7 separate regions of the Mus musculus genome follow, and all the other regions are linked to region 2. Evidence: chromatin contacts called from public ChIA-PET, HiCAR-type, HiChIP or PLAC-seq and promoter capture Hi-C data. All regions are on one chromosome and are shown on one strand. The core of a region is the stretch at or near the end of the contact, and the rest is flanking DNA. Distances in the headings are between cores, read along the strand shown. Region 1 holds the start of Rpl12 (ribosomal protein L12). Region 2 holds the start of Nup214 (nucleoporin 214). Region 3 holds the start of Gpr107 (G protein-coupled receptor 107). Region 4 holds the start of Tor2a (torsin family 2, member A). Region 5 holds the start of Usp20 (ubiquitin specific peptidase 20). Region 6 holds the start of Ncs1 (neuronal calcium sensor 1). Region 7 holds the start of Cdk9 (cyclin-dependent kinase 9 (CDC2-related kinase)).

The links. Promoter capture Hi-C pulls out the DNA fragments that hold promoters and counts their contacts. ChIA-PET counts read pairs in DNA pulled down with a chosen protein or histone mark. HiCAR-type assays count read pairs that join an accessible place to other places. HiChIP or PLAC-seq counts read pairs in DNA pulled down with a chosen protein or histone mark. Capture Hi-C pulls out chosen DNA fragments and counts their contacts.
Region 1: a promoter capture Hi-C map of liver shows a contact between it and region 2, with 2.8 times the contacts expected there. The contact joins the promoter of Rpl12 here to the promoter of Nup214 in region 2. A contact is called at or near these places in 2 of 39 promoter capture datasets (erythroid cells and neutrophils), 1 of 115 datasets of contacts at active chromatin or transcription factors (pancreatic cancer cells) and 1 of 9 other capture datasets (liver).
Region 3: a contact with region 2 is called in a HiCAR-type map of astrocytes, with 2.9 times the contacts expected there. The contact joins the promoter of Gpr107 here to the promoter of Nup214 in region 2. A contact is called at or near these places in 1 of 39 promoter capture datasets (hippocampal neurons), 1 of 484 Hi-C or Micro-C datasets (B cells) and 2 of 115 datasets of contacts at active chromatin or transcription factors (astrocytes and memory CD8 T cells).
Region 4: a promoter capture Hi-C map of pre-B cells shows a contact between it and region 2, with 2.7 times the contacts expected there. The contact joins the promoter of Tor2a here to the promoter of Nup214 in region 2. A contact is called at or near these places in 4 of 39 promoter capture datasets (cranial neural crest, liver, pre-B cells and 1 more) and 1 of 115 datasets of contacts at active chromatin or transcription factors (memory CD8 T cells).
Region 5: an H3K4me3 HiChIP or PLAC-seq map of bone marrow-derived macrophages shows a contact between it and region 2, with 6 times the contacts expected there. The contact joins the promoter of Usp20 here to the promoter of Nup214 in region 2. A contact is called at or near these places in 4 of 39 promoter capture datasets (the C10 cell line, hippocampal neurons and liver), 4 of 115 datasets of contacts at active chromatin or transcription factors (astrocytes, bone marrow-derived macrophages, embryonic forebrain and 1 more) and 3 of 9 other capture datasets (adipose tissue, liver and pancreatic islet).
Region 6: a contact with region 2 is called in an H3K4me3 HiChIP or PLAC-seq map of bone marrow-derived macrophages, with 4 times the contacts expected there. The contact joins the promoter of Ncs1 here to the promoter of Nup214 in region 2. A contact is called at or near these places in 3 of 39 promoter capture datasets (3T3-L1-derived adipocytes, hippocampal neurons and liver), 1 of 484 Hi-C or Micro-C datasets (CD4 T cells), 2 of 115 datasets of contacts at active chromatin or transcription factors (bone marrow-derived macrophages and memory CD8 T cells) and 1 of 9 other capture datasets (pancreatic islet).
Region 7: an RNA polymerase II ChIA-PET map of memory CD8 T cells shows a contact between it and region 2, with 8 read pairs. The contact joins the promoter of Cdk9 here to the promoter of Nup214 in region 2. A contact is called at or near these places in 2 of 39 promoter capture datasets (cranial neural crest and erythroid cells) and 2 of 115 datasets of contacts at active chromatin or transcription factors (kidney and memory CD8 T cells).

Annotation. Positions count from the first base shown.
Region 1 is chr2:32,960,192-32,962,976 of GRCm38.p6, reverse strand. Rpl12 (ribosomal protein L12) reads right to left here and starts at 1,265. Exons shown (of 7, transcript NM_009076.3): 1 at 1,138-1,265; 2 at 855-928; 3 at 305-403. The coding sequence starts at 1,174. Lrsam1 (leucine rich repeat and sterile alpha motif containing 1) reads left to right here and starts at 1,336. Exons shown (of 26, transcript NM_199302.3): 1 at 1,336-1,415; 2 at 1,722-1,933.
Region 2 is chr2:31,972,862-31,975,745 of GRCm38.p6, reverse strand. It overlaps Nup214 (nucleoporin 214), which reads right to left and starts at 1,296. Exons shown (of 36, transcript NM_172268.2): 1 at 1,138-1,296. The coding sequence starts at 1,182. It overlaps Aif1l (allograft inflammatory factor 1-like), which reads right to left. Exons shown (of 6, transcript NM_145144.1): 6 at 2,304-2,884.
Region 3 is chr2:31,151,026-31,153,805 of GRCm38.p6, reverse strand. Gpr107 (G protein-coupled receptor 107) reads right to left here and starts at 1,490. Exons shown (of 18, transcript NM_178760.4): 1 at 1,325-1,490. The coding sequence starts at 1,447. It overlaps D330023K18Rik (RIKEN cDNA D330023K18 gene), which reads left to right and starts at 1,515. Exons shown (of 2, transcript NR_040334.1): 1 at 1,515-1,824; 2 at 2,556-2,757.
Region 4 is chr2:32,755,887-32,758,707 of GRCm38.p6, reverse strand. It overlaps Tor2a (torsin family 2, member A), which reads right to left and starts at 1,474. Exons shown (of 5, transcript NM_152800.3): 1 at 1,258-1,474; 2 at 1-37. The coding sequence starts at 1,408. It also overlaps a transcript of Ttc16 not described here.
Region 5 is chr2:30,981,006-30,983,984 of GRCm38.p6, reverse strand. It overlaps Usp20 (ubiquitin specific peptidase 20), which reads right to left and starts at 1,706. Exons shown (of 25, transcript NM_028846.5): 1 at 1,587-1,706. It overlaps BC005624 (cDNA sequence BC005624), which reads left to right and starts at 2,044. Exons shown (of 9, transcript NM_144885.2): 1 at 2,044-2,207; 2 at 2,443-2,502. The coding sequence starts at 2,125.
Region 6 is chr2:31,244,437-31,247,247 of GRCm38.p6, reverse strand. Ncs1 (neuronal calcium sensor 1) reads right to left here and starts at 1,325. Exons shown (of 8, transcript NM_019681.3): 1 at 1,006-1,325. The coding sequence starts at 1,069.
Region 7 is chr2:32,711,420-32,714,119 of GRCm38.p6, reverse strand. Cdk9 (cyclin-dependent kinase 9 (CDC2-related kinase)) reads left to right here and starts at 1,336. Exons shown (of 7, transcript NM_130860.3): 1 at 1,336-1,555; 2 at 2,008-2,089. The coding sequence starts at 1,464. Mir2861 (microRNA 2861) reads left to right here and starts at 1,232; the gene lies at 1,232-1,313. It overlaps Mir3960 (microRNA 3960), which reads left to right and starts at 1,148; the gene lies at 1,148-1,220. Gm33457 (a long non-coding RNA gene) reads right to left here and starts at 810. Exons shown (of 2, transcript XR_001783272.2): 1 at 1-810.

The DNA of each region.
Region 1 (2,785 bases), core at 16-2,515, 990 kb before region 2:
AGACTTGATGTGAACACAGCCCAGAAAACCAACCACCACCAGACACGCTAAAGGGCCCCGAAAAAACAGCTCGGCTAGCTAAGGTGCTTCCTGCTGGCCTCACCTCCAGAGTTGAATCCCTAGCATGGCGGACTCCTGCACCCTGGCACCTACTACTGACTTACAGTGAACCCTGTCGTATAGCCCTCCCACAAGGATAAAATCCGATTCACCGGGACAGGGAAATCTTTGCCAAGACCCATGATTCCTGAGGGCTGCTATCTCAACCCTTCCCTCAACCCCCCACAGCAAGCAATGTAAATACCTGGGCCTGTCTGTTCTGGATGGTCAGTTTCACTGTAATTCTGAGACCCTTCCAGTCACCGGTAGCCTTGGCAATGTCATCGCCAACTTTCTTCGGAGACTGTAGAAATAATAGCATTCGTTACCATGTGCCCAAAGTTGAAGCCAGGACCTTCAAGCTCACCGCCAGCCCTCCTCACCGTCCCACAGGAGCCTGCCCACAATGGCTCCACATCCTTCTTCACTAAGACAACTCTGCAGTAAGGGCTAACAAAGCAAAACACTTTCTGCTGCAATGGGGAACCCTCGGAGCTTTAAACACTAGGTTCCCGTGCGTTACCCACGGAGGCTAGTGGATTTAAGCAAGTCCAATGGCTGCCTCAACCGGGCTGTGGCACGAGCCTCCGTGCACGTGTTATCTCAGTTTTCCTTTGCGTCCCAAGTCCCAGCACCCACATCCCGGCCTGCACCAGGGACATGGTGGCCTCTTCTGCCCTCCACGGGGACAGAACACATCTACAGGCCAAACAGCATGCACGTTAGAGGTCTACGGCTCGGGAGCGACGACTTACCAGACCCAGAGGACCGATCTTCGGGGCCAAGGCGGATGTGGCGCCGACCTCGCCTCCGGTGCACCTCAGGTACACTGAAGAAAAAGCAAAATCAGAACCTCTGCGGCGCAGGCCGCCCTGCGCGCTGCCGTCGGGCTTCAGATGTCCCGGGCCAGGCCTTACCCTAAGGCGCACGGGCCGCCAGAGCGTCGGGCTCCCTCCCCTCTTACACACGTGGCAGCCAAGGCCCAAGGGAGACCCGCCAGGCCCCGGGACAGCACCCGGGCGCGGCGAGGGCACGCACCGACTTTGACCTCGTTGGGGTCGAACTTGGGCGGCATGGTGGAGGCGGCTGGTGTCGGATGAACCCGGATTCGGGACGACCGAAGAAAGTTGCACCGTTGCCTCCTCCGAGCCGAAAGCCGAAAAGACGGATCCTGCTCCGCCCACGCCGGATATAGGCGGAAAAGCTCAGCTCTCGCGAGAACCGCTGGCCCCACCCAGTCTCTGGGCGACACCCTGGTCGCCCTGTTTCTTATGGGCAGGCGTCTGCGGCAGAGGACTGCAGAGCTTGGTCTGTGGGTGAGCTCGGGATTCGGAAGGGGTAAATGTTCGGAGCACCTTGCCTGGGCAACAGAGTAGGGCTGCACCAGAGGTCCTGGTTCCTGGTCCACGTTCCCTTCTCTTGACGGTGACTCTGGAGCCCCTGGGACCCAGCCCAGGGCCCCGCCCCTCCCCTAAGGGATCTGCACCTGACTTGAGCGACCCTAGTACCAGTGCCACCCTAGTACCCTCCTAACCTGTTTGCGGTATGTGCATGTTAGTTACAGAAACAAACTATTCGAGTCTAATCACGAGTCTTTAATTCTGCAATTCCTTGGTTTCTAGAATCTCGAGACTTTGTCATCCTGAGTTGCGTGTCTTTCTGAAATTTAAAGTTTCGGTGCTCACTTCTATGTTTGAAGGAGACCGGACACCAGCTCAGCTTTTGGGGGCCAATGGTTTGTATCTGTGGCCAAGTCTTCGGAGTGACTGGCCTACCTTGAGGTCCACCCAAGAATCGGAACATCGGTGGAGGACCTCCCCATCCACAGAGCCAGGTTAGCCGCTGGCCAGCCCTGCCAGGGAAGGATGGGTGTGGTTCTTCCCAGCCAAGCTGGACCATCAGGAAAGTTCAAACCAGAACTGAACGAGCCCTGCTGAGAACGGTGAGGGAGGGGGAATTGGCAGAGATAGTCATTGAAGAAGGTATTTGGAAATGTAGATCTGGAGGATGGGGGCGAGGGAGGCTAGTCATTAGTGAGCCATCTGTAAGGGATTTAAGTCGTGGCCATCAGATAGGGATGGAGGGAGCTGTCTCTCAGGAGTGCTGCAATTGAGTGCGGAGAGTCCTGAGCAGGCCCTGCAGGCCCAGCAACCTCCTCTGACAGCCCACGCCCACAAATGGAGACCTGAAATCCCTCAGGACCACATGTGTCCTCTACTGCAAGGCTCCTCCAGCCCTCTTCTCCTTAGCAACTGTAATAGTACCTGAGTGCATTTGTCATGTGTGTGGTACCCTGTGGCAGAGTCTATGGCATAGACCTGACATACATGAAGTCACTGACCCCACAGAGGCCAGCATTGGCAACATTGCTCCATATTACAAATGAGGAAACCGGCTCCGACCAGTGACACAAAGTGACACAGCTAATGTCTTAGGTGTCAGAGCCCATGCCGTGAGTTACACACTTCCTCCAAATGATTATGTCCTTCCTATTGCTGGCCCTTAGACAGCACTGGAAGTTGCAGCCAGCTATGGGCAGCCAGCTACTGAATTCAGGACACAATGATTAACTTGGCTAAACTGGGAGGTCCAAGGAGCCGTGCAAGCGGCACAGGATCAGGACTTGAAAGGCAAGTGTCCCAGCCTGGTGTTTCTACAACCCAGGTCATATCACCAGATGAATGAC
Region 2 (2,884 bases), core at 47-2,546:
GATATTATCATCCTAATAGTCATGACTGTACCACTGGGGCTTGGTGGCTTTTTTTGTGGTGGGCCAGTGTGATGAAGCAACACAAAAGAAACAAAACAAAACAAAACAAAACAAACACAACAGACAAACCCAAAACCCAAACCTCTCCTTTCTGCTTTTGGCAGGAATTAAAATACTGCTATTAGCCCTGTGGTTCTAAATTCTCTACCCGAACATATCTGAGGAACATGAAGCTTGCCCATTACCGGGCTCAGCACATGTGCTGACTCAAGGAAGAGCCACTGTTTCTAAGCATGATATGGAGCACTCGACCCATGTGCATTTTAGCGACTCACCGGTCACACAAATGGCTAACACCTTCCTGCAACTCACTCATTTCCAACTGTCTACGGTCCCCTGCCTTTCCATTCTGTCAGAGTATATAAGCCAACTATTAACACAGTATCCAGAAGTTGTAGCATGGGGATCACTTAGGGTTCGCTTGCTTTTCCTTTAGTCTCATGAGTTCAAGCTGATTTCCAGTGCCAAACTTGACTTCCTGTTCCTACTAACTAGGGGTTTTGAAGGCAGATAGTGTTTCTTGGCTCCACTTTAGGTAGTTTGGACCACCCTCAAGTATAGAGAGCTAATAAGAACTGAGCGTCTAAGCCAACTGTGGTAATGCACACCAATAATCCCACCACTTGGGAGGTGGAGGCAGAGACAAGAGCCCAAGACCAGAAGCCACCTTGAGCTACAAGAGACCATGCCTAAATCGTAAGAGAGATGTAAGGCTTTTGCCACGTGACTTTGGATCATTTGCTTTCAAGGCTTCAATGCGCTCCTCTTTCTAAGCTGGTCGTAAGGGCTGCAGCGACGGTGGCGACAGTACGTCTCACTCAATAAACAAGAATCGCTGTCACCAGTAAGGCGACCAGCCCATCAGAGTACCTGGGGTAACTCAGAAGGCGTGGACAAACCCACGCAAGGACAGGTACCTGCACTTGCAGGGAACTCAGGCCCGCGACACGCAGAGCTGCGGACGCTCTGTGGGGCGAGCGATCGCGACCCTGCGAACTGCAGGAGCAGCCGGCAGAGGCGAGGCTCCAAGGCAACTCCAGGACTACGCAGGCGGGGAGGCCCCGGCCAGGCTCTAACCTTCATCTCCCGCTCAGGGATCATGGCATCCATCTCGTCTCCCATCGTGCCGCCTTCAGGGTGTTCAAGTAGCTGCTGCTGGCGCTGCCGCTGCCACCCGCGGCCTTTCAAACACAGCTCAGGCCGCTCAGGCCTCAACTTCCTTCCCTCAGCGCCCGCGGCGCGTGGTAGATGCGCGTTTCCGGCGCGCGTGACTGACGTCACCCAGGCCGGTTTTTAGTGTGCTCGGAGGCAGTCGAGGGCTGCTCGGAAGTCGCGCGCTTGCCAATCCACAAGGCCCCATTGGCCGGTTCCGCGCAGTGGGTGTGGCCATGAGGCGCGGGCCGGAGTCCGCCTTCCTTTGGATGCTGCGTGCGCAGCCTCGCTATTTAATTTTCTTCCTTAGAGAGAGGCACGCTCGGCCTTCCTGAGACTCTCGATGCTTCCCGGTAGCACTTACCTGCAGGGCTCTTAGAAGCTTCCGACTTAGAGAAGTTAGGAACTTTTTTGCTGGGAAGAGCGGACAGAGAGGTTCGGTTAGCGGGTGGACTGCACTGTGTGCCGGTGCAGAACCCTTTTAAAAACGGAGAGGAAAAGGGACAAAAGATCGGTTTTGTTTACTGTTTTCAAGGCAATCGTTTCAGATCATAAGCCATATCCACTTCACATCGCAAATGGTGCGCGGCTATCATCTCAGCTTTTGGGGATTAGAGGGTCAGGAATTCAAGGTCTTCCTAGGCTACATAGCAATCTCTAGATATCCTGAGTTACATGGGACCCTGTCTGGAAAAAAATATGTAATAAGAGAATTCCACACAAAGCAGTTAAATTATCCAATAGCTTTCAGCCAGGAAGGGTTAAGATTCAGATCTGCGTATACTGACTGATGTTGAAGACATTTCTGGAGTAGAATTATAAAAGAGGTTCCTAACTTGGAGCTGGTGGGTCAGCTCCAGAGGGCACATTCTGTCAGATGCAGTCTCTCAACAAGTTGCATGTGTGCAAGCCTCTATTCATTGTAAAATGCTAACAGTAGACCTGGGTCTTGGGCTTAATCAGATGACGTCAACTGTCTGTCTGGGACATGGGAGACCCAGGACACACTCATTTACTTGGTACCTGTTGTCAGCTAGCTCTTCTGAATTTACTGAGCCCAGAGCTGTCCCCAAGAAACACAAAGACACTGATAAATTGCTCTAGTTTATTTCAGTCTGCAGGAGACCACATCCCATCCATACATACACACATGCACACAATAATGGCACTCACCCAAATCTACCTTACAAACATCTTTTGAGTCACAGGGCAAAGCCATACTTGGCAATCCCCAAACTGCTGGTTACACCAGTTACATTTGGTCTTTTTCAGAAATAAGGCAGCCGATGTCCCAAGAAAGCTAAGCCCTTAACTAGAGAGGTTAAAAACCCTGGAACCAACAGACACAACTTGAAATATATGCCAACTCCTCCATTAAAGGGTCATTCTTAAGTCTTCCCATAGATTGATCTTCAGACCACTGCCTCTTTCTGTGCTCTGCAGAGGTCAGTGGCACACTCCTTTATGGAGGTGGTGTGTAAGCTCATGAGTTGTGGACCCACTGAGCCGGCTGATTCTTCCTTCCTCTGTCACATAGAATAGGGACCCAATGCAGTCCAAGGTCCCAGCCCGCTCAGAGAAGGAAGGCAGGAGGAAATGGGGGCAGAGATGCTAATCTTAAAAGAAAAATAAGTCAAAGGATGGGGTGAGGGTAGACAGGATTTTATATTTA
Region 3 (2,780 bases), core at 241-2,740, 820 kb after region 2:
ATGAATCTGCAAACTTGGATACCTTGATTAAACTGTACCAAGATTATGAAGCTACAGAAAGGCCAAGAAAGCTGTTAAGATGTAAGATGGTCTTACTTCAAAAAGCATTTCTCTGGGGAGAGTGCCTACAGCTTTCAGTGGATTTTATAAGGAGCCAAGATTGATCTGTCTTGCTGTAGGTAAGAGTCACTTTACTCAAGATCATTTGTTTGTTTGTTTTTCAAGACAGGGTTTCTCTGTATAGCCCCGACTGTCCTAGAACTCACTTTGTAGACCAGGCTGGCCTCGAACTCAGAAATCCGCCAGCCTCTGCCTCCCAAGTGCTGGGATTAAAGGCATGCGCCACTACCGCCCAGCTTCAAGATCATTTTAACAATCAAAAGCAGACAGCCCAAGTGTGCCTGTATGGATTTGGCCAGGTTTCAAATCTACAGTCTGTCTGGACCCTTTAAACGCTACATTCACAAGCCTTTATCCTTCACACCTAATGGAAAGTGTTTTTACAGACAGCTGTGTCCAGATCCGCAACTTCTTGGTACACTGACTATTAGGAAAATGTACAAGGCTTTGAGTCATAATGATGTCACTTTCTGTTCTCCAGGTATATTAACCGGCTGCCAATCCTGTGTAAGCCTTAGAGAACTTTCTACTGTGAGTTAGCTACCATAGCGGTTCTTGGTGGTCACTTCAGGCCTGTCATAAACATCTTCCTTAGGCAATGGCCATAGAGCGGGAATGAAAAAGGCCCACTACTTAGAAACACTTTGGATGCTGAGTTTAAATCCTCAGGCTTGTTCTTTCTTATTTTTTCTTCTTGAAACCAAGGCATGTATTTCAAGAGAGATTTGAATTCCTCTTGGGGATTCTGGCTTTGGTCAGTCAACCGAGCACCCTAAACCAAGCAAGGAAACAGGCTAAGATTCCGCACAACTTCAAAGCGCCAGATCAAGGAGCACAGAAGGGCGGAGATCGCGGACAAGAGAACTTGGAATTTAAGTTATGAAAGGGTGAATTAGGGAAGGTTGCCACCAACGTGGAATCCAGGGAAGCCAGCAGGAATCGCAGGAGTGGCCTCCCAGGTCTTTGGGTATTTAGGCCGCATCTGGGCCCCTTCCTCAGGACCTCAAACCTGCAGGGACCAGACTACCCGAGGAGGCCGCACGGCGTAGTCCATCCCTACGGGGCGGCGCAAACCCCCTGGCTCAGGGGCCGAACTTAGGAGATCCCGCTGGGCTGAAGTTGGCTCAGCCCGGGACAGCGGTCGCGCTCCCCCCACCCCCCCGTCGCCACTCCCTGATCCTGCCCCCAGCCTGCCAGGCCTTACTTTGAGCGCCAGGTGATGGACGCGGCCCAAGACGGGGTGGACCAGCAGCTCCAGCAACGCCAGCAGTCGTAGCAGCCGCAGGCAGAAGGAGCCGAAGCGGCCGAGGGGTACCGGGACGGCCATGTTTGTTCCAGCATCACCAGCTGCTTCCTCTCCCACCCACTTCCGGGTCAAAGTGCGTCGTCCCGGAGGTGCTCTGGAAGGGGGCGCGGCTGCCGCCTCCGAGGTCCTTGAGATCGTTTTACTGCAAAACGCAACTCTGGTCACGCAGGGACCTGAGCGGACCACCTCGGCACTCTTCAATTGGCCTCCCAGGACGGACTTCCGGCAAAGCCCCTGTGAGGACCCTGAAGCGTTTGCCATGACAACCATGGCGGGGCAAGTTCAAGCCGGGCCTCCTTTCTGCCTTGCCGGGCTTGGGGATTGAGGGGCCTGGACCAAAGTCTGGAACCCGCAATGTCCGCCACTGACCCTGGCGGATGATTGGACTGCCTTCGGTGGTAATAACTTAGAAATTGCTGGCCTGTCTTAGATTCCTTGACTTATTATCATCCTAGGCCCTTTACACAAACTTCAGCTTGAAATAGTTGCAGTAATAGGATTTATTGAGTCCATAGGAAGCCATCCACTAGGCTTTTTTTTTTTAAGTGGCATTTAATCTTTGGGACAATCTAATTATATAAGAGGTAGGTGTCAGGCTGTTCCTCTGTTCTACCTAAACTCTAAGAAATGGTCATTTTGGCCAGTCTGAGCTGGGGATCACATGCAGATTTTTAACTGATACGTCATTTTGTCTTGTGTGATTTCATGCCACCGCTGGAGTCTGAGCCTTAATGTTTTCTATTTTAGTCTCTTTGGAAACTTAGCTTCTAGTCCTTAACACTTAATGGAAGGACTTGGTTGTAGGTCCCTGGTACCAGGGCTTACAGGAAACACTCGTATTAAAATAGCTGATAACCAAGTTGGTTTAGTTCTTAGATTCTTGTTTTTAGCTGGACACACAAGTAACATATGCTTTTGTGTATGTGCATGTAATTATTTAAGCAAAATAGGACACAATAAAAACACAGGGAACTCTACTACCAGGCAGCTACCACTATGTAGGTGTGTGAACACCTATGACAGAATCAGATTCCTATAGCTTTTTAACTGGAACTAGTAACAGGATGTATTTTGAAGGTCTGGTTGGTTGCTTTTCTAAGTTTTTTATGTATGTGTGTGCCATGTATAGGTACCTGAGAGGACCAGAAGATGGTGTCAGATCCTCGGGAGCTGGAATTGCTGGCAGTTGTGTGTTGCCTGACATCATGAGTACTAGAAAGTTAACTCAGGTATCTATCTATAAGAGCAGTAAGTGCTCTTAACCACTGAGCAGTGTCTCTAACCCAACATGATAGATCTGTATATATAAATACATATAGATAGGAAATTAAGTTTGTTTTTATGTTGTTTGTGT
Region 4 (2,821 bases), core at 225-2,724, 780 kb before region 2:
TGGCCAGCCAGGTGTTGAGCCAGGTCACATTCCAGACCTAGGGCCACAGAAGGAACGCATATCAAAGCAGATGACAGGCTGTTGACTCATGTCTGTCAGCTCAGCCCCTGGGAGGCAGAGGCAGCAGTAATCCTCCCAATCAAAGGCCAGCCTGGGTTTATGGTGAATTCCAACACACCTTTAATCCAGGCAATTGGGAGGCACAGGCAGGGAGATCTCTTTTGAGTTCGAGGCCAGCCTGGTCTACATAGTAAATTCCAGGCCAGCCAAGCAGGGCTACACAGAGAAACCCTGTCTCAAAACAAACAAACAAACAAACAAACAAACAGCACTGGCTGCTCTTGCAGAGAACTTAAGTTCGATTCCTACCACTCACATGGTAGCTCTCAACTATCTGTAAGTCCATCCCAGAGGAGCCAACACCGTCTTCAAACTTCCATGGGCACATGGATGTAACCATACTTGCAGGCAAAGCATAAATATTAAAAAAAAAAGGGGGAGGCTGGAAAGATGGAAAGAGCACTGACTGCCAAAGGTCCTGAGTTCAATTCCCAGCAACCACATGTGGCTCACAACCATCTGTAATGGGATCTGATGCCCTCTTCTAGTGTGTGTCTGAAGGCAGTCGCAGTGTACTCATATAAATAAAAAAATAAATAAATCTTTAAAAAAACAAAAAACAAAAAGAGCCAGAATATGGTGGTGCAAACCCTTAATCTCTTAGCACTCTGGAGGCAGAGCTAAGTGGATCTCTGGGAGTTTGAGACCAGCCTGGTCCACATAGTGAGGTCCAGAACAGTCAAATCAGTGTAGAAAGATTCTGTCGGGAAAACAAACAAACAAACAAACAAAAAGCATCAGAGGGTCGAAGGCATGTGTCTAAGACCTCTGGGATACTTGTGTCCAAACGAGGGACAGGATCAGTCACCTCGGCAAGGGCCAGTGCGGCACCGCCCCCTCGAGGCGGTTCTCCGGGTTGCACCAGCCCCGAGTAGACGACAGCTGTCTACAGGTTCAGGCGACGGCAGGTTTCTCCCCCGGTGTGACAAGTCCGCACAAGGGAGGCCTACCACAAGCCACTGGGCGCCCCTCTGTCAAAGGCTTCCCTCCACCGGGCCCCCTCCAAACCCTCTCCTCAGGTTTGCACCAGAGGCTCTCGGATCCCCACCTCCGCCGGCGGCCGGCGGGGCGGCAGATGTTTCGAGCCCCTGCGAACTGCCGGCTGCCCGCCCGTCCGCACCGGCTCCCACCCCTCACCCGGCAAGTCGGGCCAGAAGTCGCATTCGCAGAACGAGCCGAAGGTGCAGCGCAGAGAAGCCACGTCCCAGGCGGCGGCGGCAGCCAAGGCCAGCCCGAGCAGCCCGAGGATCGAGCCCCAGGGCCGGTAGCCGTGCCTCGCCACCGCCATCCGGTTGAGGCCCGATTTCGGTCAGAGGCCGCCCACCGCCAGAACCTGTGAACTACAGCTCCCGGTGTGCACCGCTCCGAGGCAGCCACGCCCATTGCCTACAACTCCCGGCTCCCCTTCCTTGGGGCTCTAAAACCCACAGGTTGTCTCGCAGCAGTACTGCAAATAGGCCTCCTGGGGGAGCCCGCGAACCACCCAGTCCCGCGTTGCCATGGTCACGGGTAACTAGCGGCCCGAAACCTTACCTCAGAAAGAATAAAAGATTAAGAGAGTGAAACAACATAATAACAAAAACTTGAGCCGGACTTTACACTTTCCTGAGAGCCTTTTCCAAGCTCTTTTTAAAAATGTGACGGAAGAGTGCTCACAACCGCCTTTTGAGAATGTCTCTGCCAGTGTCAGGCAGGCGCCTTACATGGGATGCAACAGTACCTACTCTATACCCAGGGATGGTCAGCTCAATGAGATGTGGTCACATAAAGTGTTTTTGGCTCAGAAAATAGAACCTTCAAGATGGTTTTGTGAGCTGGGCGTGGTGGTGCATGCCTTTAATCCCAGCACTTGGGAGGCAGAGGCAGGCAGATTTCTGAGTTCGAGGCCAGCCTGGTCTACAGAGTGAGTTCCAGGACAGCCAGGGCTACACAGAGAAACCCTGTCTCAAACCCCCCCCCCCAAAAAAAAGCTGGTTTTGTAGGCAAAGACACTTGCCAACCGGCCTAAAGACCGGAGTACAATCCCCAGAGCCTACCTGGTGGAAATCAAGAACCAATCCTGCAAATTGTCCTTGAACCTCTCTACACGTGCGTGAGTTCACACACACACTCACAAAATGGATAAATAAGTAAATCAAAAGGCAGTGATGCAGCTTCACAAGTCTAAGGAACTCCAAAAGTGTGCTTTTTACTTTTCTTCCTTTGTCTCTGTCTTTTCGGGACAGGGTTTCCCTGTGTAGCCCCAGCTGTCCTTGGACTAGCTCTGAGGCAGGCTGGCTTCAAACTCAGAGATCTGCCTGCCTCTGAGTGCTGGGATTAAAGGTGTGTACCACCACTGCCCGGCCCCTTCTTTTTTCTAAGCACACCTCTCTAACACTTTGGGTGTCACTCCCTAAAGCCCTCTCTGACTATCGCGAGGCTAGCCTCTTTGTCAACTAATCCAAATGACATGGCTTTTTTTCTTTCTCCATCCTCCTCCTCCAGGCAGCATCTGAGATTTAAAGCTTGCCTGCCCCAGGGTTTTTCTTTTAAACCCTAATAAAAGTTTCTCAGAGCTTAAAAAAATTTGCATATATATGTAAATGAGTATTGCTCTTTCTTACCAGCTACTACTACACGCTAAAGACTAATATAAATCCAAGGAGAGGGGGTCCCTTATTGTCTTGGTTCTATTGAATTTGGAACCCAAGACATTAAGCTT
Region 5 (2,979 bases), core at 457-2,956, 990 kb after region 2:
CTGGAGGCTCCTTTCCAGAGCACTTTTACTTCCAAAAACACTACTCAGAGCGACTGCAGTCTCTGTATCCAGCACCTAGGTCAAATTTCCAGCTGCCACACTCCAAGCGGCACTTGTGTCAAACGAGAATCAACTCCGTCTGCCAGAGCCCAGGGAGTTGGTATCACCTGGCATTCTGGCTTCAAGGATGGGAATGCAGATACAAACAAGGGACAACTTGTTTGTATCAGATGTCCCTCTCTGTATCTTCAAATGAGGAATGTCTCAAAATGCTCTTGACCTTGTGACTTTCCTTGGAGGCACCAGAGAGGCCCAGTACCCTAGAGGTTAAGGGGTAAGGCATGGTTAGGCAGGGAAATTAAGAGCCACCTCTGAGCCTGTGAGAATTGTACACCCAAGTCCCTGGATTCATGCAGCAGTTCCCAAGGTGCCTCTTTTTCAGCCAACAGAGACATGGTGTCCAATGACTGCCATCGACATCTGAAGATGGTTGATCTAATCTCCAGTGGGGTCAAGACTTTTGATACTTAATGCCTCTTTGATCAAAGCTAAAAGGCTGTTTCAAGACATCCCGAGTTTTCTCTTTGTCCCAGTCTAAGGGGAATATGACAACTTCAGAAAAAAAAATGTTCTGGAAAAAAGCCAAGGCATGGCAGACATGCCCTCCCTGCTTCAGAATAGTCTTCTGGAAAAAGTGTCCATCAGCCCCTCCCCCAGCCCATAAGCTGGCACACCAGCTGCAGCAGCAGCAGGGAAGACCCACAGAGGCCCGCTGTCCCTGAAGCACACCCTGCAGCTGTGAAAGCTCTGTCCCCAACCCAGCCTCACCTCCCAGCTGCAGAACTTGAAGTACGGGTTACTTCTCTTACGCCTCGGTAGCCTCGTTTTTTGAAAGAGAGACCCAACTGCATCTACTTCGTGGGATTTGATGGAAGGCTTCTAGAAGAGACTGCTTACCCCAGTGCCTGCCACAGTTAAGTGTCGAGTAAGAAGCGCTGTGCTCCAGAGGAAACTAGTAATTAAGGAGTCCCTAAAAGTCCCATGTGAGCTATTACGCATGCACTTATCCATCTTATAAGTGTTTATAGACACCTTTAAAAACTAACTACCGTCGCAACATCTCGGGGGTGTAAGGTGCTTATGGCAGAGCGACAGTCCTCCAGGCCAAACGAGTCCTCCCAAGCTCTCAAAGAGCAGTCCCTGGCCTCTGAACGTCAGTGGTACCTCTCCTAGGGACGAATGGCTGCAGGCCAACCTGGTATGGACAGTCAGCACCGGGACTGATATTCACCCCCGGCAAGGTGATCAGCTTTTGTGAGTGAGGAATAAATGTGCACGTCCGAGCCCTGGAGCCCGAGTGGCCTCCTGCTGGCCTTCCAAGCGACGTGCGGCCTGCTCAAAAGCCAGAGCCGTGGGGGTTCGGGGCGGGCACGGGAGTCGGTGATGGGATGATAGGCGGCGGGGACCTCTTACCAGGTCCTGGCCGCCCCGCAAAGCCAGGCCTCCCCTGCTCCCAGCGGCTGGACGATGATCCCCGCTCTAGCGGCCCAGCCCCCGGCAGCAGGCAGCAGCCGTCAGAAACTCACCTGCCGTCGCAACCGCGCCGCCTGTCAGTCAAGCTAGCCCACCGCGGCGCTGCCTAGAGTCTTGTGGCTCTGCCTGCCACGCCCCGCCTCCTCACCGTCAGACGTCCAATCGGGAGAGCCTATGCCAGGAGCGGGGGCGGTGTCACAGGTCACAGCCTACTAGAGGGCGGTACCGGGCACGCCGGAGGCGTGGCCGTGCGAGTGGTGAGTGCCCAAGCATGCCGGGAGTCGGGGGAGTGGCCGTGCTGCTGGGGTTTCACCGTGTGGTTCGAAGGCCGTCCTGTTGAGCGGTGAGCATGGTTACTCGATGGGCGTGGTCGAGGGTGTGGCCACGCGGCAATACCTGCCCTTGCTTTTCGGAGTTCGGAGTGGTTGCCTGCCCTGCTGAGGCGGGGCCCTACGGGCTTGGGGTGTGGCCTGGCAAGGCGGAGGCGGGTCTGAGTGCAGCCGACGCTCTGACGACACTTCTGCGCGCCGGAAGAGAGAGGTTCCCTGGACTACGCGTCTGGTAACGCAGCGCCAAGGGTCTGGTTCCGCTATGCGGATTACTGGGAAAACATTCCGCCGGCGCCGGGCTGACTCGGAGTCGGAGGAGGATGAACAAGAATCAGAGGAGGTTCGGTACGTGTTGCTGAGACAGGCTTGGGACTGGATACCGGCCAGCGCCACGCAGAGGCTCCTAGGGATAAGGCCACATCGCGGCTGGGAGAGGTGCCCCGGGGTCGCATGGGTCTGACTGCCGATGACCACTGGATCAGGGACTCGGCAAAGGGACATGTCCTTAGAACGGAGTTTGGCTTTTGAGTTCCGCAGGTCTCAACCTGTGCGTCACTTTTTATTCCTTTTTTTCCCCCAGGCTAAAACTGGAAGAAACCCGAGAGGTGCAGAACTTGCGGAAGAGGCCAAATGGGGTGAGGTGGGTACCACGGGGGTGGTCGCGGCGTCATTGATTTCCAGCTAAAACAAAAATTTCCAGCTAGGGTCGCAGTCACAAATCCCTCCTTTGACATACAGTTCTACTGATCATAGAGGGAACTAAGGTTCTTTATAAATGTTTGTCACATGCCCTGAACCTGATGGTCTATGGGTCTGCTCCAAGTCACTAACTGTAAATTTTAGCTGGACTGATGAATTGTGATTGACAACGTGTTAAGAGATAAGAATTTGGGAAACTTAGGTTAAAAAGTATAATAAATAAACAATAGCCTGGTTTGGTGCAATCCTATCACAGGGAGTTTGAGGGCAACCTAGGCTTCATAAGAAGAATAAAGAAAAAGAAAAAAACTTGAGGTAGAGAGACAGCATTTATAATAATATTTCCATTTATTTCCCACCTATTTCTTTTTTAGTTTATCCCATGCTTTTAAAGAGTTAAATCATCATATTACTGTGA
Region 6 (2,811 bases), core at 76-2,575, 730 kb after region 2:
CTGGATGTGACCTCCAAGGTGTCCAACTCCTCAGGACAGGGGCCAGGAGAGCCCAGGCAGTAAAGCCCCCTTTGTTCTAAGTCTGGGAGAGTGAGGAGCATGGGGCTAAGGCACTAGGTTGACCAAGACCTGCAAACGTGCTCAGAAGACCGATACCGGGGGTGGGGGTGGGGGTGAGAGCAGAGACCATGCACTGCACCAGAGCCTCCATCTACACCGAGCTGTCAGTTAACTGCCTGTCTTTCCGGGTGATGCAGAGCGCTCAGCCAAAGCTTCCCAGGACCCACTTCCAGGGCCACCCCTGGAGAGGCTGCGAGGAGGGGGGACACCTGGTGTGGAGGCACTAAAGATGCAGAGGCAGATCTGTGAAGTTGGGCAAGTGGAGAGCCACGCCTGGGACTGATCTAGTGGACCGTGGAGTGGGACAGACCTTCCTTCGCTCGTCAGCTCGGGCCATGTAAACCCATTTCCTGGTGCGGTAGAGACAGGAGAAGGGAAGGGGGGATGGAGAATACAGCCCAACCGTGCGACATCTAAGAGGGCGCCCAGGACCCTTGGCCCTCTACCGTCACTACCTGAGCGTTCTACCAGTCTCGCCAGCCCTCTTCCTCCCAACACAGTCACACTTGCCAGGGAGGGGGCGACAGGCCAACCTCGCAAGAGGCAGGAGCCGCAGCAGCATCATTAAGCATGAATCACCCACCCACCCTGCTCCAAGCAGGAGAGCCACACAACGCCCGGGCGCCCCCTCCTGGGACCACTGCCCCCCGCCCCGGCACAGCCCGGGTCCTTCGGACAGGAGGGGAGCAGCGGGTGGGCTGCGGATGCCCTGAGGACCCAGAGTGGTCCCTGGAGCACGCTGACAGGCGACACCCAGCCATGGCCGGGGGCGGGGGCGCGGATAGAACAATGGGCCAGGTGCGGGGCAGGGGCGCGGCCGGGAAGGGCGGAGGGAAGGTCGCGGCTCGATGGGGAATCGGGGATCTGGGATCGGGGCTCACTCACAGTAGGTTTTTCTGGTCAGCTCCTCCACAACTTCAGGCTTCAACTTGCTGTTGGATTTCCCCATGCTCGGCGGCCGCGGCCCCCGCTCCCCGGGCCGGACCCGCTCGGGGCGCCCAGCGGGAGCGGTTGGGTCGGGCCGGGGTGCGCGGAGGCCGGCAGGCCGGGCTGGGCCGGGCCGGGGCCGCGCCTTTGTCTGGCCGTGCCCGCGCGTCCCGTGCGCGGGGCTCCGGCGTGCTGCGCGACCGCGGCTGACGGTTCAAGGGGCCTCGGGGACCCGGCGAGGGCCAGGCCTTGGCGGTGCAAGCGGCCACGGCGAGGAGTTGCGCGGGGCTGAGAGCCGCAGCCGCCGGGGCTCGGTTGCCGCGGTCGTCCCTGGTTACTGGGCTGCGTAGCACATGCTCGCTACTGCTGCGCCGCCGCCGCCCCTACGCTCCCCGCCTCCCGCCCGCACCGGCGCGCCAGGGGTGGACTCGGAGCCGCCACTCATCGCCCGGCGCCACCTCCCGCCCAGCTCCGACAGGCGCGAGCTCCGCGTTGAGGCACCCCCTCTCCTGTTGGCTCTCCGGGGACGCTGGGAGGTCGCCGCACCGCCCCCTCCGCCGATCCATTCCCCCCTCTCCGCAGCGGCGTGGGCAGGGAGGGCCCGGAAAATCGGACGTGAACGAGGCCAAATCCCTGCCCGGCGCAATTCATTCATTCCACTTAGATGTGTTGGGCGCTGGGGACCTGGCGGCCAAGAGGACAGACGCGATCCCAGACCTCTCCAGGAGCATCCTGATGTGCTGGCTGGCATGGGTTTCGGTGGGAACACTTTTGCCTGGCCTTGAGGGAAGTGACTTCAGATTGAGAGAGGAATGGGGTATCAACCTGGAAGGGGTCTGGCCTGGGAGGGAGAGCAGCCTCTACACCCGGGGCTCCAGGCAAGGCTGGGAATGATCTGAGGCCAGGCAGAAGGGCCAGAGCTTCTGGAGACCAGCCTGGCAAGCCGCTTTCCCCAAAGACCTGGCCTCTGTCCCCGGTGCCCAGGAGTACTTGCAGTTCAAACCTTCTCTGTTGTGGGGCTTGCTTGAAGTGGCCAGAGGGAGCAGAGCCTGTTGGTGGGGCTCCATGCCTGGAAGCCTGCAGCTGGGGAAGGACTCCAGGAAAAGGATGGCCTGCTCTCCCCTCCTCCCAAAATGTCATCGTAATTGAGACCTCTCCTGACTTTCTGCCCAACTCTGTCTCCTTAACAGCTCAGGAAAACTTGGACCTCTTAGTCCATTGGCGCTTGCTTCTTCCAAAGAATGAGCCTCAGGGGGAGGGGAGCAGAAATATGTCTTGCTCTCAGAAGGCCCTGAGGGCCAGTGGCAACTTCTGTGAGCCAGTCTTAGTAGCAGAGGCCAGGGAGCCAGCCCAGCTAAACAGGGAAGTGGGTGGGGAGGCAGTAGGATCCCTGGTTCACAACTGGCTTAGACAACATTAGGAGGAAGAGTTCTCAGGGAAAGGCATGAAAATAGATCGGGTAGGGGAGGAATGACCCATGCCAGGAACCAGAGCCCTGGAAAGACCATGGCAAGATGAAGCCATTCCCTCCTGAGCCAGCAGGGATGCAATCACGGACAGAATTTCTTTTTTTCCCTCTCAGAGGGTGTAAAACCCTGCCTGGGGCGATGGTACCTTTCAACCCCACCTCTTGCATGTCTCCAGCCTTCAGATGGTCTCGGTTCCTTCCCTTACATGAGCCCAGGCCAGACCCAGGTCCCAGCTTGTTGGTGTGAAGAGCCCGTTCGATACAGGAAGTGAGCAGACATGGATCCTGGAAGCTGG
Region 7 (2,700 bases), core at 87-2,586, 740 kb before region 2:
AACTGAAACAGAAGGGAGCTTGTAGGACCACAGACCAGGAGGTAAACGCTGGAAAAATCGGCCATGATCAGCTCAGAATTTCAAGACAGTAGAGGAAGACAGAACAGACTTCAGACTCTCCTCTCTGTCTCTCTGTGTTATTGTTGTTTTTCCTGGCTGTCCTGGAACTGGCTCTGTAGACCAGGCTGGCCTGGAACTCAGAAATCCATCTGCCTCTGCCAAGTGCTGGGATTAAAGGCGTGCGCCATCAAGGCCCGGCTCACGCCCATTTCAAAAGCATCAGGAGTGCCGGCTCAATGTTAACAGTTTTGGGGATGATTGACTCTGGACAGACCAGCTTTGGCGCGGCTCTGTGAAGGAAGGTTGTAGTAGATCCATCCTGACAACACAAGATCCAAGGGTTTAGGCCTGAGCGTTGATCGCTCACCGCCCACAGTGTCGCCGCGCCCCCTGGCGGCCGTCAGTTGCCATGTCAACGGCGGGTGGCTGAGACGACGGAGGCGGCAGCGGGGGCAGTTCTCTCTTCCCCTGGCCTCAAGGCCGCTCCCACGGCACCTCCTGCCTTCGCCTCACCGGGAGCACACTCCCGGTCCTGGAAGAAGGGCCATTCTGTAGCAGCTGGCATTCGGGGGATAAACTGAGGCACGCAGGAGGGAGCCGCAGGCAGGTGTCTAGTGCGGAGCCCCACCTCCAAAGGCAGAGGAGGGGCTGCGAGCAGTGACGCGCCGAGGGCGGACGCTGGACTGGGAGCGGGAGGGCGGGAGGCGGCGGCGGCAGGTGCGGCTGCGAAGGGTGGGAGGAGGAGGGAGGGGGTGGGCGGAGGGGGAGGGGAGGCCAGGACGGGCACCTCCCCCTTTATAACGCGCCCCCTCCCGGGCTTTCGGGCCGCCTCCTCGTCTGCTCTGCCTATCTCGCCCCCTTGCCCTGCCGCCCCGGGCCGGGCTTGGCCAGGGAGCCTCCGCCCCCAGGCCTTCCCCCCACCACCACCCGCCGCCCCGCGCAGCCCGGCGGAGGCGGCGCCGTCGGAGGAGGAGGAGCAGGGCACTGCGGCTGGCCCCGGATCGGGAGCCAGAGCGGCAGCAGCTTCGGCAGCAGCACGGCCCGGGCCAATGCAGCGGGACGCACCGCCGCGAGCCCCAGCCCCAGCGCCACGGCTTCCTGCGCCCCCGATCGGGGCCGCCAACAGCGCTGGCGGCGGCGGCGGAGGCGGGGGCAGTGGCGGCGGCGGAGGCTCCTCTGCAGCTCCGGCTCCCCCTGGCCTCCCGGGAACTACAAGTCCCAGGGGGCCTGGCGGCGGGCGGAGACCGGAAGAGGCGGGCTCGGCACCTCGAGGCCGGAAGTGGCCGTGGAGGCGGAAGTGGCGCGGCCGCGGAGGGGCCTGGAGTGTGGCGGGACCGGGAGCGGCGGGAGCTGCGGCTGGGGGCGGCGGCGGCGGCGGCGGCGGAGGCGCGCTGGAGGTGGCCATGGCCAAGCAGTACGACTCGGTGGAATGCCCGTTCTGCGATGAGGTCACCAAGTACGAGAAACTTGCCAAGATCGGCCAAGGCACATTCGGGTAAGATTAGGCCGCGTGGGACCGCGAGCCCGGGACCTGCACTTTCCAGGGCCGACGTCGGGTCGCCCAGAGCCCGGGCCGAGGTGGTCCGGAAGCTTCTGTTTTCGTGGCTGTTGCCCGGTCTTGCTCGGCCGCGGCGCAGACGTTCCCGGCCCAACCGAGCCGACTGGCGGGGAGGAGCCTGGGGCCCGTGATGGGGGTTGGGTAGGGTTGCTGAGAGCCACTCCGAATGTGAGCGGCCACCTCTAGGGGAGGAGTAGGGGCTGAGTAGGAGTAAGCAGAGGCCGGGAGGAGGACGGAAGACACGCGGTGTGGAATGACCGCGTCCCGGATCCGAGGCCGCACCCCGCCCGCCGTGGGTCTGGGCTCCTGCTGCTCCCCTTCGCGCGGGGGAGGGGCACTCCCTGCGGAAATGCCTTATGGGTCCCTTGGGTCTTTCTCTGTGCCTGCAGGGAAGTCTTTAAAGCCAAGCACCGTCAGACGGGCCAGAAGGTGGCTCTGAAGAAAGTGTTGATGGAGAATGAGAAGGAGGGGGTGAGTATATGGACCACTGGGCCGACCTTCTTCTAACCTGGCTGGGTTTCCACACCGCTACTTCAAAGGGTTTTGTGCTGAGATTCGACCTAGTGTTTTTCGGTTTTCCATGGAACAAGGAATTTGGCTTTCCATTTACACTGTTGAGCTTTAGTGGCAGAGTTCTGTGGGAGCCACGGGAGGGAGCCTGTGCTTTTCCCATGGAGTGCAGGTTGACTCTAGAAAACTTTCAGCTTAGCTTGGCGTTGAATTTTGTTTTGTATGAAGAGACCATTTGTGCACAAGCCGTTTAAAAGGCCGCTGAGCTTAAGGTGATGTTCTGAAAGGTGTTGTTTCCATCAGCCTCAGCAGCATTGCCTTTGTAAGGAAAATGCTGTTTGTCTTACTTTGCGTCTATAGGGTCTTCTGTTTTCTGGCATGTCTGTGTACAGCACTATTCTCCAGTACCTGGGTACCTGAGGAAGCCAGAAAGGTGTGCCAGGTTGCCTTGGATCATTTGGGACAAAAGATCCACTGTGTGGGTGCTGGGAATTGAACCTGGGTCCTGGGGGAGGATAGCCAGTGCTGTGGTGTGTGTGTTTCCCTGAAACAGGGACTCTATGTTTTGTTTG